Regions from separate parts of the Gossypium hirsutum genome. Here region 1 is linked to region 2. A link is a contact called in public Hi-C data. All regions are on one chromosome and are shown on one strand. Each heading gives the region's core, a stretch centred on a gene start, on an enhancer-like site or on the middle of the called end of the contact. The rest is flanking DNA. Distances are from core to core; before and after follow the strand shown. Region 1 holds the start of LOC107918812 (photosynthetic NDH subunit of lumenal location 2, chloroplastic). Region 2 has its middle 7.6 kb from the start of LOC107920179.

Evidence for each region. Hi-C and Micro-C count contacts between places; a contact is called where the count stands out from the background.
Region 1: a contact with region 2 is called in a Hi-C map of leaf, with 2.6 times the contacts expected there. The contact joins the promoter of LOC107918812 here to the enhancer-like site in region 2. A contact is called at or near these places in 12 of 34 Hi-C or Micro-C datasets (callus, fibers, hypocotyl and 2 more).

Annotation. Positions count from the first base shown.
Region 1 is chrD13:14,309,844-14,316,475 of Gossypium_hirsutum_v2.1, reverse strand. It overlaps LOC107918812 (photosynthetic NDH subunit of lumenal location 2, chloroplastic), which reads left to right and starts at 4,138. Exons shown (of 2, transcript XM_016848399.2): 1 at 4,138-4,857; 2 at 4,959-5,189. The coding sequence starts at 4,360. The coding sequence ends at 5,057.
Region 2 is chrD13:14,263,597-14,270,707 of Gossypium_hirsutum_v2.1, reverse strand. No RefSeq gene overlaps it. Among protein-coding and RNA genes, the nearest start is that of LOC107920179, 7.6 kb to the right of the region's middle. Within about 2 kb of position 5,372, at least 1 of the 9 cell types and tissues checked has an H3K27ac peak or open chromatin away from gene starts, as enhancers often do. A contact at or near this core is called in leaf, where this site is marked.

The sequences.
Region 1 (6,632 bases), core at 2,889-5,388, 47 kb before region 2:
TTTTAGTCTTCGTAGGAATGATATCTTTGCTCACCGTAGCTATACTATTAATTGATAAGTGCACTTGCCTTAGTCAGATTTTTAGTTGGTTTCGTGGACATCAACCCTAGAAATGGTGTATTTTCTAGTAGTTGACTACCCGATGGCCTAAAACACCATTTTCGATAGGCCAATTATGAGGATGACAAAGATGGTGGTGTTCACCTTTTGCATGATGGCGAAGTTTTCAACTCTTACAAGCAAAAGATACATGAAAGCTAATTAGAAAATAGCTCGAGGGTGCCTATCGTCTCCTTACAACTCGTTAGGAAAGGCCAAAACCCTTTGCCTCCCCTTCCGACTTGTTGCATGTTGCACTCTCATCAAGCTGCCAATGCCAATGTAATTGGAAGAGCAGAAATTGATTTAGAAGGTCTCGAACCTAGACCAAAGACTCAACTCCTTAAAGTACAGCCGATAGAGGCATCAGAGCCTGTCAGTTTGTACTAAGAGAAGCCCGATAAGGTCACTCAAATCGCCTCGGTCCTTTCCCTCAAAGAGAAAGAAAGTTTGAAGTCCCTGATAATAGAATGCTGGGACGCTTTTGCCTGGACAGTGACAGACATACCAGGGATCCATCTGTCAATCATGTAGTAGTCATTGGAAGTAGATCTTAGTTCTTGACCAGTGAAGCAAAATAAGAGGCAGTTATTCGATGAGAAGGTCTCGACGACTAGGGAAGAAGTGAAGAAGATCCTAGCTATAGGTTTCATCCGAGAAGTCACCTATCTAGATTGCGTCTTAACAAAAACTTTCTAGGTCTACAACCCAAGTGCAAGTTATATTCAAGTAATAAAATCTCGAGAGTCCAAGATCGATCCATGGGGAAGTTGATTAGAACTTACAAGATTTCAAGTATTATGTTAGGAATATATTTAATACTTAACTTTGGAATGGGTGTCGAAAATAAAAGTAGGAGCAAGAAACACTAGAAATAAAAATAAAAAATCAACGGAAGAAATTAACTAAAAGAAGCAAATACCTAGAACAAATATGTTGAGGTTAGAGGATCCACTTTTTGTGTCATATTAAGATTAAATACTCAGTGTTTTTGTTCAATTAGAATCCACACAAAATTAATGGATTTTTTACTATTATTGATTTTGCTAGATTTTTTTTTCGCACCTAAACAAAAATCAAGTACTAAACCCAAAATTAGTGGCATCTTATCCAAGAATGCATCAAAGTTAAACACTCAAGTATATCCATTGGGTATAGTATCACTTAGTTGAAGTTTAGGTTAAATACCTTAAATGAATTATTTAAATATAAAATAAATAATTATCTAAATTTGCAACTATTAGTAATTATTTAAATAATATCTTAGTACCTTAAGTAAATGAGTAGAATATTAAAATCGAATGATTATGACAAATTATATAGGTTATGAAATTAATTAAGGTTACACACAAAGAGAACATAAGAAATTATGAGAACATGGCGATGCACAAAAAATATACCAACACTATGTATTAATGTGTATATATATAATCGAAAGAAAAGTAAGTTTGCACCTTGTTCAAAGACACAAGTTTAAATAAGATAGTAGATAAAGATAAATAGTAAAGAGAGTAAAGGAAGAGATAACGCTCAAATTTTGTTAACGCGGTTCGAAAACAATTCTACTCTATCAAGTCTTATTTAATGAATGATTTATTCAACATTTGATCCAACAACCTATTGGCTAAAACCCAATCTACTTTACACATGAAGCAAATTGTAACCCATAACTAGTCCCAACTTGTTACAACCACTCACCCAAAATCTCAATTACAATTAGATTCAACTTTCACAAATAATGCCTATGTGCTAAGTGCAAGAATACAATAAATTTCGACTAGTAAATCAAAGAGATAAGCTCAAGCACTCTTCAAAGATGCCTCTTCAACATGCAAATTGCTGCCTATTTATAAGCCAAATGAGGCAGCCTTCTAGATCGGTTATTGTAGAGATAAATACTTCAATTTGATCCATAACAGTCTGGGATAAAAGTCTCCAAAATGTATCCTAAATATAGCTTGATTATCCACGTAATTTCATCCACAAAACAAGACTTAAATGGTAAGGATAACACACGTTGATATCATGGTTTCCAAAATTGGTCAAATTTGATTACCACAGTTTGAGATGAAATAAAATAGATCAAGGGATTCCTTTGCTTATGGAAAAACAACATGGAGACTCAAGTAAACAATACCAACATCCAACTTCATCTAAATTGTCATGAAATTTTGTCCAGACTATTGTTCAAATGTTTGTCTGGACAGCTGTTTAAACAAATGAATGAATAGACAATCAAGATGTTTAAACAAAGATCAAACAATCAACATTGAACAACTGTAGTCCCAACAATAATCTATAATCTATAGTACATATAATCACGAATTGGGAGAAACTTTTGAACTGACTTATATAACCTTTTTATTCATTATATTATAAAATATTTGGTTAAATAAATTTAGTTAAAATTTATCATGGTTATAAATAAGAATTCTGATGTATTAAAAAATTTGTTAAATTACTTTATATTTACTAAATTACTTGATAAATTTACTTGTTTAGTTTAATATAGGTTGATGTGATTAAAAAAATGACGTAAAATGAGTAAATATTCTTTCCATGGCCATTCGTATACAACGTAAGTTTGAAGTATTGGAAAAGACGAAACAATTTTGATTGTGGAGGCCTGCATTCAAACCATTTTAAAGTTTGTTATAAAATGACCAAACCAGAAAGCCCACTTGTTCCAGCCCGGTCCGAATTGGGCTGGATTTAAATGAGTTTTTAATCTCCATTAAGATTAATATTTTATGCAATTTTAATTTTAAGTGTATAAAATATATTTTAAATTTATAATTATACAAAATATATTAGATATTTTTTTTTAAAATTATAAAGATTAAATAATAAATTAGTATTTTAATTATAATCATTTTCTCATTTCAATATATATTTTTAATAATATCTAAACTATTTTTTTTCTATGTTGGTACTTCTACTTGTCCACTGTTAATCAATCAATAATAACGTGGATCAATCACATAACGTAACATGGCATCAAAGTCACATAAGCACCACTTGTTGATCAGATGTTGACCGTCATTGACTGTGAATTGATCAGCCAATTCTAATAAATTTTTAATTTGATTTTTTTAATTTTTAAATATTTTTTTTAATTTTAACATTTTTTATTTTTTGAAATTATTTGATATAAATAAATACATGATAATAGTTAAGTAGCTTTTGTGCCATGGGCAACTTTTAATCGGTTGTTTTTTTTTCATTATTAGAGATAAATTTAGGTAACGAATATATAATTTAGATATTACTTCTAACAAAAGAATTAAGTATCTATAATTTAGGTAACATAATTTGTAATTTAAGCTAAATTATAAATTAATAAATTTTCAAATTCGGCTAAGACGGTTTTGAGATATATAGAGAGATAAATATAAGTCTAATTATTGTTTTATCCCTTCAATTATGTTGAAATTTGGTATTCAATCTCTCTACTTTAATACAATTAGTTATTATCATTAAAGCGAGGGGTCAATCTTTAAACTATACATGAACTTTAGTTTAATGTGCAATTTTATACATGAATTTTGATTTTGTTCAATTTTATACAAGAAATTTTGGTTTAATCCAATTCTCACAAATTTTTAACACAATTACTAATCTAGCATCATTTTACATTTTATATTGCACACACATGTAATTATATTTATCCAATATAAAAATAAATTGATGTATTTATTTCTTTAAATATGTATGACTGAATTAACAATTAAAATTTCATATGTATAATTACACCAAATTAAAATTTGCATATTAAATTATATATTGAATCTAAGTTTATGTATCATTTTAAAATTTATCCCTTGAAAATATTACATAGATTCCAAAAAGAGAAAAAAGGAAAACCTTAAGCATTTAATTCACATATAATTTTATTTTGTTAAATATAATTTATTAGATTTTCACGTAGTTTTATGTGATCAAATAGAAATAAAAAAAAACTATATCATCACATGAATTATATCAACTAACAATATTATGGATTTGAAACAAATAATAACATTAAAAAAATAAAACAATGAGAAAGGAAATTTCAAATTTTAGCAGTACTAGAATCCAAAATTAGAGCAAATATATTTTGGGGGTCAACTTCATGTAAGATAAGGAGTTCCGAAAAGCTACGGTCCATGTTGGATGAGGGGGCGATACGGTCAGCAATCAAAACCTGCCCCAAAATCCACCCTCACATTTTGCTCCATTAAATGATCTTCAACTTTTCCACACACTTTTTATCCAAAAATCATGACCTCCTTCACTAATTCAACATTCTTCATCCATGTCAACCAGAAATTCCCTACACCCCAAAGTCACCATTGCAGCAGACTCTCCCTCCCCATAATCCGAGCATCGTTTCAACCCCAACAAAACAATGTAATAATCAGCAACCGGCGAAAACTTGTAACAACGTTTCTTGCTACTTCACTAGCAGCACTAGGGCTTAGTGGCACACCAGTAGCAGTAGCAGAGAATTGGGGCACACATTCATTTCTCAGGGAACGGTTTTTCGAGCCCGGTTTGTCTCCGGAAGATGCCGCCGCCAGAATTAAACAAACTGCCGAGGGGTTACATAGCATGAGAGACATGTTGGACTCCATGTCATGGAGGTATGTCATGTTTTACATTCGACTAAAGCAGGCTTATCTTTCTCAGGACTTGAAGAATGCCATGAGTACATTGCCTCAAGGTCGAAAAGATAAATACGTGAAAACAGCAAATGAATTGGTGGATAACATGGCTGAGGTACGTACATAGATTATGAATTGGTGAAACCAGCCTATGAATCATTTGTGAGGTCAATTTCTTATGTTTTTTCTTTTTTTTGTTCATCTTAATTTTTGTAGTTCGATTATTACGTACGCACACCGAAAGTATACGAATCGTACTTGTACTACGAGAAGACATTGAAATCCATAGATGATCTAGTTGCATTATTGGGGTAGAACAATGGTAGCAGTGCCTGCTGGAGATATTTACAATTTGCTTCATTGAGACCATAATTGTGATGCAGATGTAGTAAGACCAGGAAATGTTGAGTTTCAATCAATACTAAGATATCATCAACTTTTAGGACATGTGTTATATTCTTTTGCAGCAATTTTTCATACACTTATCTGAGAAAGGCTGAAGCTACCAAGAGACTAGTTTCAGTTACTATAACTAAAATGAGGTTGAATTGCTGTGTCATTTCTTATGACCCGAATTTTATAGATTTTTACAAACTAGTTTGAAAACTAGACCATTTTCTTTCCATAGACGGTTTAAAGAAACACAAATGGTAAGAAATTTATAATTCCAGGACAGTAAAAGTCTCAAACCAGCTTCTAGAAGAGGAAGACAAATTCAGTCTCAAAACCAGCAATAACTTGGAGATGCAAGACTCAATCTTTCACCGCTGTTTGAGATATAGCAATGGCTGATGAAATTATTATCAGTTCGCGTTCCCGTTTTCCTTGCGTGCTAAGCATTCAATTGTTGCTGCAGTAGAAGGTCCAGCAGAGACCAAAGCCAGCATTGCCTGTATAATAGATTACATGAACATAATAGCATAAGTTCCGGTTGAAAAGAAACAAATACAATGCCCCAGTGTTGAAGCTCAGTATCATCTTCAGTGTGCCAAACATAACCAAGATGATTCAACTGTTTTTAGCTGCTCTCTTGATAAATGAAAATTTGGTAGAAACTAGAAAGATAAGTGAGGAGAAAGAACAAGATAGGAACAGGCAACTGAACTGGCGTAAGGGCATATCACGGTGTTAATAACTCAGGTGACCATTTTCTGCTCAGTGTTTGGCATTAAAGTGGATGGACTGCTCGGCGGATGCTTCAATAGAATCAAGCAGCCCTATCTTCATTATATTGCTGAAGTTCTCGATAATGTAGACTGAAACTAATTGCTAGATAAAGCAAGGTGAAAAATATGTTCATTTCTACGAAGTTAGACGCCAAAGCGTATCTGGATTTTCTCTTGGACTACACCAGTAAAAACTCAATCAAAGTTGGAAATAGATCAATCTTGACATAATCGGAGTTTGCTTCTGTAACATGTCAAATGTCACACGTTGCATGATCCTCGCTTTAAATTAGCTAGGATGTTGAATCATTGACCGCTTAAATCCCATTCTGATCCTGCTCCTACTTGCCTAAATCTCGGATATATCAGTATATGAAAGACAAAATCAAAATTATTAGGACAGTAGCATACTAACCAGAAGCATAATAGTTCTCTAATTCAGTTCTGTTAAATGGAATTACAAGTCCCATGCGTTCTTGGTTTACGAGAATAAAAATAAACTTATGAGAAATTAATGAAACTTTTAATCAATGACTATCCACGTTTTGCACTGACGGAAATAGTCCACTGAGTACTGAACGAAACATAACAAGGATACGAATTTCTATAAAGAATTTCTACAATAATTATTTATAGAACAATCTAAAAATATAAAAGATGGTGGAACAATAGAAAGAAACTTTGATGTATTTTTCTAGTGTGTCAGACAAATGAAATTTGTCTC
Region 2 (7,111 bases), core at 4,123-6,622:
GGGTATGCAGTGATTTTGCTATACTTGAATTAACGAGAAAGAGGTATGCTACACCTTGGGGCATCGACAAAGTACACTAGATCTCCTAAACACATGTTGAGTTCAAAATGGTTCTCAAGAAGTTTGTACAGAGAAGCTCAGGCTGCGATATCTGGGGCACTTATTTGTTCCCCTCACCTATTTTGTATTCCAGCAATGTTCGCTTTCTTTGATTAATCCATTCTTTTTAGACTTTGTTTCATGATAAATTTCAGCTTTGTCCACCTTAATGATCCTTTTTTAGGCATTTTGCATTGAAATAATGATTAATGGACTAATAATACTTTCACAAAAGGAGTTCTGCATATTACTATAGGAGCTTCTAAATAGTACAAGAACCTGAAACAAGACCGTTATTTAGAACTCACCAAGCCTAAGGGTTGAAAATATTTAAGGAAGGAAAGTTTAGACTGTTACCATTTTTTCGGATCTGTTGTTAAAGATATCAGCTAAACAAGAAGACATGATATTATGACGGTGATATGACCTTGATGAGCGACGAGCGATGACAACCCAAACATTAAAAAGGGATCATTCTCATGACATTCTGCATTCATACAAATATCATTCATACACATCTAATTAGGAGCATCTGATTCATTATGATCATAACATCCTAACCACTATGCATAAATAGGTCCATGAAATGGAATCTACAGGTCATGTTCCCCAGAGAACAGATCGGTGAAACCACAAACCTTATCTCCCTGAAGTTGTATTGGAGCAGGTTGAAGTCGCCAATTCTTATCTCCTTGACATATTTCATAAATTAACCATACATATGGCATATGACATATTTCATTTCTAGTCAAAATCACTTTTAGTCCAAACTTTATAACATAGAATAAAAAAATGTGCAATCATATATAAAACCCATTTAGCTTATGGTTATTTAACAAAAACAACCACCAAAACTATTTATATTATATGATTATATGCAAACTTTCATTTTTAGCAATGAAAATAATGTTTCATCAATATCATCCAAATGCTAGTTACTAATATCATGATTTAAATAGACAAATAATTTCATATCTCAAATTAAATATATCATAAAAAATAAAGAATATTTTGGTACTAAAAATTTCACTCACAAATTGGATGGGATGAATTAAATTTCAATTCTTCAAACTTATTATTTATTTATAATGCACTGATTGGTGCATAAGTGACTCTTTAAAATTACATCACTTTTCAAGTTGCACTTTTTTGTTTCAAGAGATCATTTCAACCCAACATTTTGAAAGTAACTGTTGAATTCGCTAACACAACTTTTTGACTTAGGAAGGTTTTCCCGAATGGTCATAATGCTTCTACCAGATAGAAGTATCTTCAACTAATGTTTGAACCATGTCATCACCATTCAAAAGAAAAATATTGCTTTAATCCATTAATAGATTATTTCTCAACCGTGCATTTACATTCCATCCATGCATTCTCTCTAGGGGTGAGTATTCAATCGATTCGAGTTGAATCAAGTCAAAAAAATTCGAGTTAGTCGAGTTGACGAATCATATTTTAGTAACCGAACTCAATTTGAATTTTTTTTCAAATCGAATCGAGTGAAAAAATTTCGAGTTAAGTGGAGTCGAGTTAACTAATCATATTATTTATACTCAATGTTACGTTTACATGGACCGATTATTTAACTAGTAGACGAAGTACAAGATTATTTAACTACATAAACAATAAAATTGTTTTACATTTTAACTTAATGAGTAAATATTTATCAAAACAACGTATTTTTGCCTTTTAACTTAATAGTTTTGACTTTTAACTTTAGAAAAGGTAAACATTTTTCAAAACAACGTAGTTTTGCCTTTTCTTATTCGGATTTTCGAATTGTGTAATTCATGTTCGAGTTAAACCAAAAAACTTAATTTTTTATTCGAGTTGATTCGAATAACTTGAGTAACTCAAATAACTCGAATTATTTAATTCAAAATTTGAATTTTTTATCAAATTTTTTGAATCGAATCGGATTTTGCTCACCCCTAATTCCATCCATCTTTTTCCTTTCTTTCTTGCATGATATAATATATATTATATAATTACGTATCAACCATAACTATGCATGTAAAACATCATGTATTTAACAAACTAGCATTTGACTTTATCAAAACCTAATCCATGAGACACTTATACTTTTTGCATAATATAATTAATCTCATTAGAAATAACCATGAAATTCAATTCATGCAATAATAGTAAACCAAAAATTTGGCATACCTCTTATTGCTACAAAGATTTCTTCTAAATCAATAGTTAGATCATTAACCTCAATATTGTCCCATTACTAATAGTTATTTTAGTAGTACCATGATTATAGTGGCATGTGAATTCACTGTGTACAAACACACCTTTAATTTCTCATAAATTGCAAAAATAGAATTTTAAAATTGTTGGTATGTGGAGATAAAAATAAATTTATGTGAAATTAACAAAAGCTTCAAGGCATGTATCAATGTCACTTTCTTTTAAGGTACTATTTGCCCCCACTTATTTTTTGTGTGCAAAAGAGTTACTAGCAAATGAATCTCGAGGATACAATGAAACACAATGATTATCTACGTTTTGCACTAACAGAAACAATCTACTGAGAACTGAGCAGAGCATAATAAGGATATCAATTTCTATAAAAAATTTCATGTAAGTGTTTTTCTGGTGTGTCAGACAAATGAAATTTGGCTCCTATTTATAAAAATTCTCATGTCTCTTCACAAGAACACAAGTATTTAAATGGATAATCACATCTTTTAACAATAAATATAATTATTCAATAAATGTATTCTTGAATAATCATGATTCGTTTTTAATAATAAAGCGATATAATTTTTGAATTTAAGAGATCACTATAAAATGCGATAACTCTTCGTTAATAACAAAATTATAAACTTTTTGGTTATTTATAATTTTTCATCCCTATAAATATTTAGTAAATGTTACCAACACATAGTGCCGTGTTTTATTTGGTAGATAAAGCACCAACTACTATCCACAAGGGAAGCATAAGGATGCTAGTTACTGATTTTCTGGTTTTCATATGGCTTAAGTAGAGTGATTTGTAGAAATGGGAAAGAGATATACACATTTAATTAGTTTAATCAATGTTATTAAGATAACATTATATCAGTTTTCTGATATGATAGTAGTTTTCTTAAAAGCTAAACGGAGAGACATAGGGAAAATGAATCTGATGTCCTGGAACAGGAATGGACCCTCTAATAGCAGGACTGGTTGCTAGTTATGCAAGTCACATGAGCCTATGGCTAGCCAGCTAAATTTAGTAAAACAATCCATATGCAAGCAATCAATGTCCTGTTTTCCTCATAGCATTTGAAGAAATCATATACTGCAACTTGATCACCGACAGGCAAATTCGGACCAATAAGCATAAAGGAGAATTTTCTCCTGTATTATGTGGGTTCATTTCTTGACTTCAATTTGTAAAACGTTCAAAATCACAGACACGACATTCTATAGGAATGCATACAACAGAGAGTTGACCTTTTCCGGAAGATCTCAAGCATTTTAAAACACTTCTGGAAGAAAGATGATAAGGGGACTCCAAGAGGAAAGGATCATGCAATTCATACAGTCTTTCTTTCAGTTTATGGCAAGAACTTCCACATTCAGTAAGCTAAAAGCTATTGATGTTTATTTGTTTCAATACAAGCACCCCTAGTCAAAGAACAAAAAGGTTATTAAGGCCGATAACTTCCGAAGGCTGTATCAGCATTAATAGAAAAAGTTGGGAGTGGGGCATGAGTTAGTACCAGAAGGAAATACTGGTCCCTTTGAACTACGTACATGCCTCTATCCTTCCATACATTTGGAGATGAAAAAGTTGCTAGGAACTAAATTAAGCCCCTACAACTTAAGTCCTGGTTTCAATTCTAATATTGCAGCTATCACAGAGGAAATGCAAATCATATTTCATGTTTAAGGTTTCATCAATCGCACATATGATTCTGTGACTGCAGCATGTAGAAATAACTTTACAAGTTGCAGAATCTTACATCTAAGCTGAGATAAAATGCCATCACTAACTATATCTCTTCTTTAAACTTTTCATTTACTTTAACTCTTGAATAGCCTTATTATGATGATGAAGTTTCCATAGAGGCAATTGTCTCATGCAATAACATGCTGAAATGGATAAAACTATATAATTAGATGATGTATGTATATAGAAGGATAGGAACCTACTTGATAATGTGATCCAACATGCTGAAATGGATAAAACTATATAATTAGATGATGTATGTATATACAAGGATAGGAACCTACTTGATAATGTGATCCGACCCTGCCACATAAGGCTTGAACCTCCACCATTACTGTTATGTGAAAGTGCTTCACAATCAGCATTTCCAGTTTTATCATCATCATAGATCTAATATGTGAGAAAGAGAAAGAAACGTAGCCAAAGACAACTTGCCGATTATCTCCTCCAACAAAGGTTTGATTCATTTATGTATTAAATAATTAACTTCCCGTTCCCATGAACAGTTCAAACCATTAACATAAATAGTTTTGAGTAATTAACAAGTATCAAAAAACAACTCAGATAAGTGGAAGAGAAAGCCTAGCCGGCAAATCATCCTTGGCTGCACTACTTTACCTCATTCCCACATGCTAAATCTTAGATGAAGACAGTATCGATCCAGCAATGGATAAAAAACTTTTTCCTCAACGTATTAGCAGCAATGTAGTTTGCAGAGTGGAAGTTTGAAAATCTGTGGGTGCATATAACCAAGAATGGGAGGATAACATATATATATACGTGAAGGACATGAGGGAGTGAATGGACAACTGCATGTGTCTAGAAGTCAGCATACACAAGCCCTAAAAAGTTACTTTCAATCACCCTAGAGGCTCATAGTAGCCTCTTACAAAGTTACCATTGCCCCATACACAGCCTCTATGTTTTGATCTTTTTGGGGTTCAAACACTGCTGTTTCTGGGGTTTTTTTTAACTTGAAATATGCAATCATTGGACACATTATCAACTAGTTTCTCGAATGTTGTTTTGGAAACAAAACCTTATCACTTTCCAAGTTTTGAGTTTAGATCTGGGGTTTTTTTTAACTTGAAATATGCAATCATAGTGACACATTATCAACTAGTTTCCCTAATGTTGTTTTGGAAACAAAACCTTATCACTTTCCAAGTTTGAGTTTAGAGAAATTTACGCTCTAAAAACCCTTAAAAACAAGTCTTTTGAAGCCTAAAATACTTATCAAATTGACATTGTGTTTGACATGTCATTATCTGTAGATATGGATGAGAGTGAAGGAAGGGAGAGGATAGAGGTAGACTCTGGTCTGTATGTAACAGGAAATTGGGAACATCGTGATCTTAGAAATTGGTTATTATGGGGGGTGACATGGGCTGAGGATGGCCTTTGGGTAACAATTTTGGATAACATATCTCTGAAATCACCGCCCACCACCCATCACTTTTTTCCTGCCTCTTTTTCAGGTACAAATGTACATTATTACGTCCACTTGCATTTGCTAAAATGGTTGATAGAAAAACTTAGAAGGACCTCTTGATGCATTGCAACCAGACCTATTCATAAGTCTACTTAGTTTTATTTCGAATTTTGATCACTTCAAATTTAAATTATATCAAGTTGAAGAAATTTTAAATTCAAATTAATTCAAATTAAGCTAAGTTTGAATGGATAACTTTTTATAAATAAATCAGGTTAAATGAAATTCAAATTGATCAACTTAGATTTTTAAATTCAGCTCAAAATTATCAACACTAATCGAAACTAAAATTACAAAATTAATATAACTTTTAATCCATAACCTTGATAATTAAGTCTATTTTGATACTTGTATTTTTTTTAACCCACTTTAATACAACTTTTTTTTGTCCAATTTAATACCTAAACTTAAAAACTATATCCATTTTGATCATTAAACTTGACAAATGTAAAAGTTTAATAAGGTGTACTTAAAATTTGACATTGTAAAATTATGCCACATAATTACTTAAAATTTTAAAAATAGACGGAATCCAAGTTCTAAGATATAATCTTTGATCCAAGTTAGAGAAGCAGTCATTTTTTAAGATAAAATGATGAAATAAAAACAGGGTTTATCTCCCATATTTAACCTGAGATTAAGTATAGTATTTCTTGAATTTATTAAATATTTTTGTTGGGACTTTGTTTATACAATGATCGGTTCAGCCTATGCTTTCGTTTTTTCCTCACGGCTTCATCTTCAAAGGATCAAGGCTGCATACTATAAAAAGTGGCTTTTAAGAAATTAGAGATAAGGCTGGTCACAGCAATTTCAATCTCCCTTTCTCCCAAACAACAAATATAATTGCATGATAGCACACACTGCAATTGGGATAGAGAAACCTGTCAGTTATCGGTGCATAAACCTGATAATATGTGAGAGCTCTAAACAAGGATTCTCATCTACATGGAATGCATATACATACATTCATACAAGTTCATAAGCCTACATGAATTTAATATCCAGAAACCGGTTTGCGCATGGAAGAGATATACCACACATGAAGAGTTTGCAATTGAAAGATGGCAGTAAGAAGAATTAACCAACGCATAGAAATCAGTATCAGAGTCAACTTTTTTCCTGACTATTAGGCAAAAATATATGCCCTGGAACAGTTATTGTAATATTGAAAAACCAGACAAACCATTAGGTATGGAAGTATTAATATTGTAATATTCAATCTGATTGTTGTAGAAAGTTATAAACTAAAACTGTTCATGCTACCATTATGGAACACATCATTCAAATTTCTCCTCAGTTCTTAAATTAGGATTTCACATTTCAACTTTATGGTTAGTGGACCAACTCTGTTTAGTTTATATTACAAATACAAGCATATTGCAATTGACTATAAAAGTCACTTACCAGTTACCACATACAGCTTACCAGCTCCCAATGCCAGAGGAAGCCAATTATATAAACCACCTGCCAAAAGTAGCACAAAGAACTAAAGTTGCTTACCCCATAAGATGAAATAAGAGAATTAGGATGCAATACCAATAATAAGCCTACTTCTTCAATTGATTCCATTT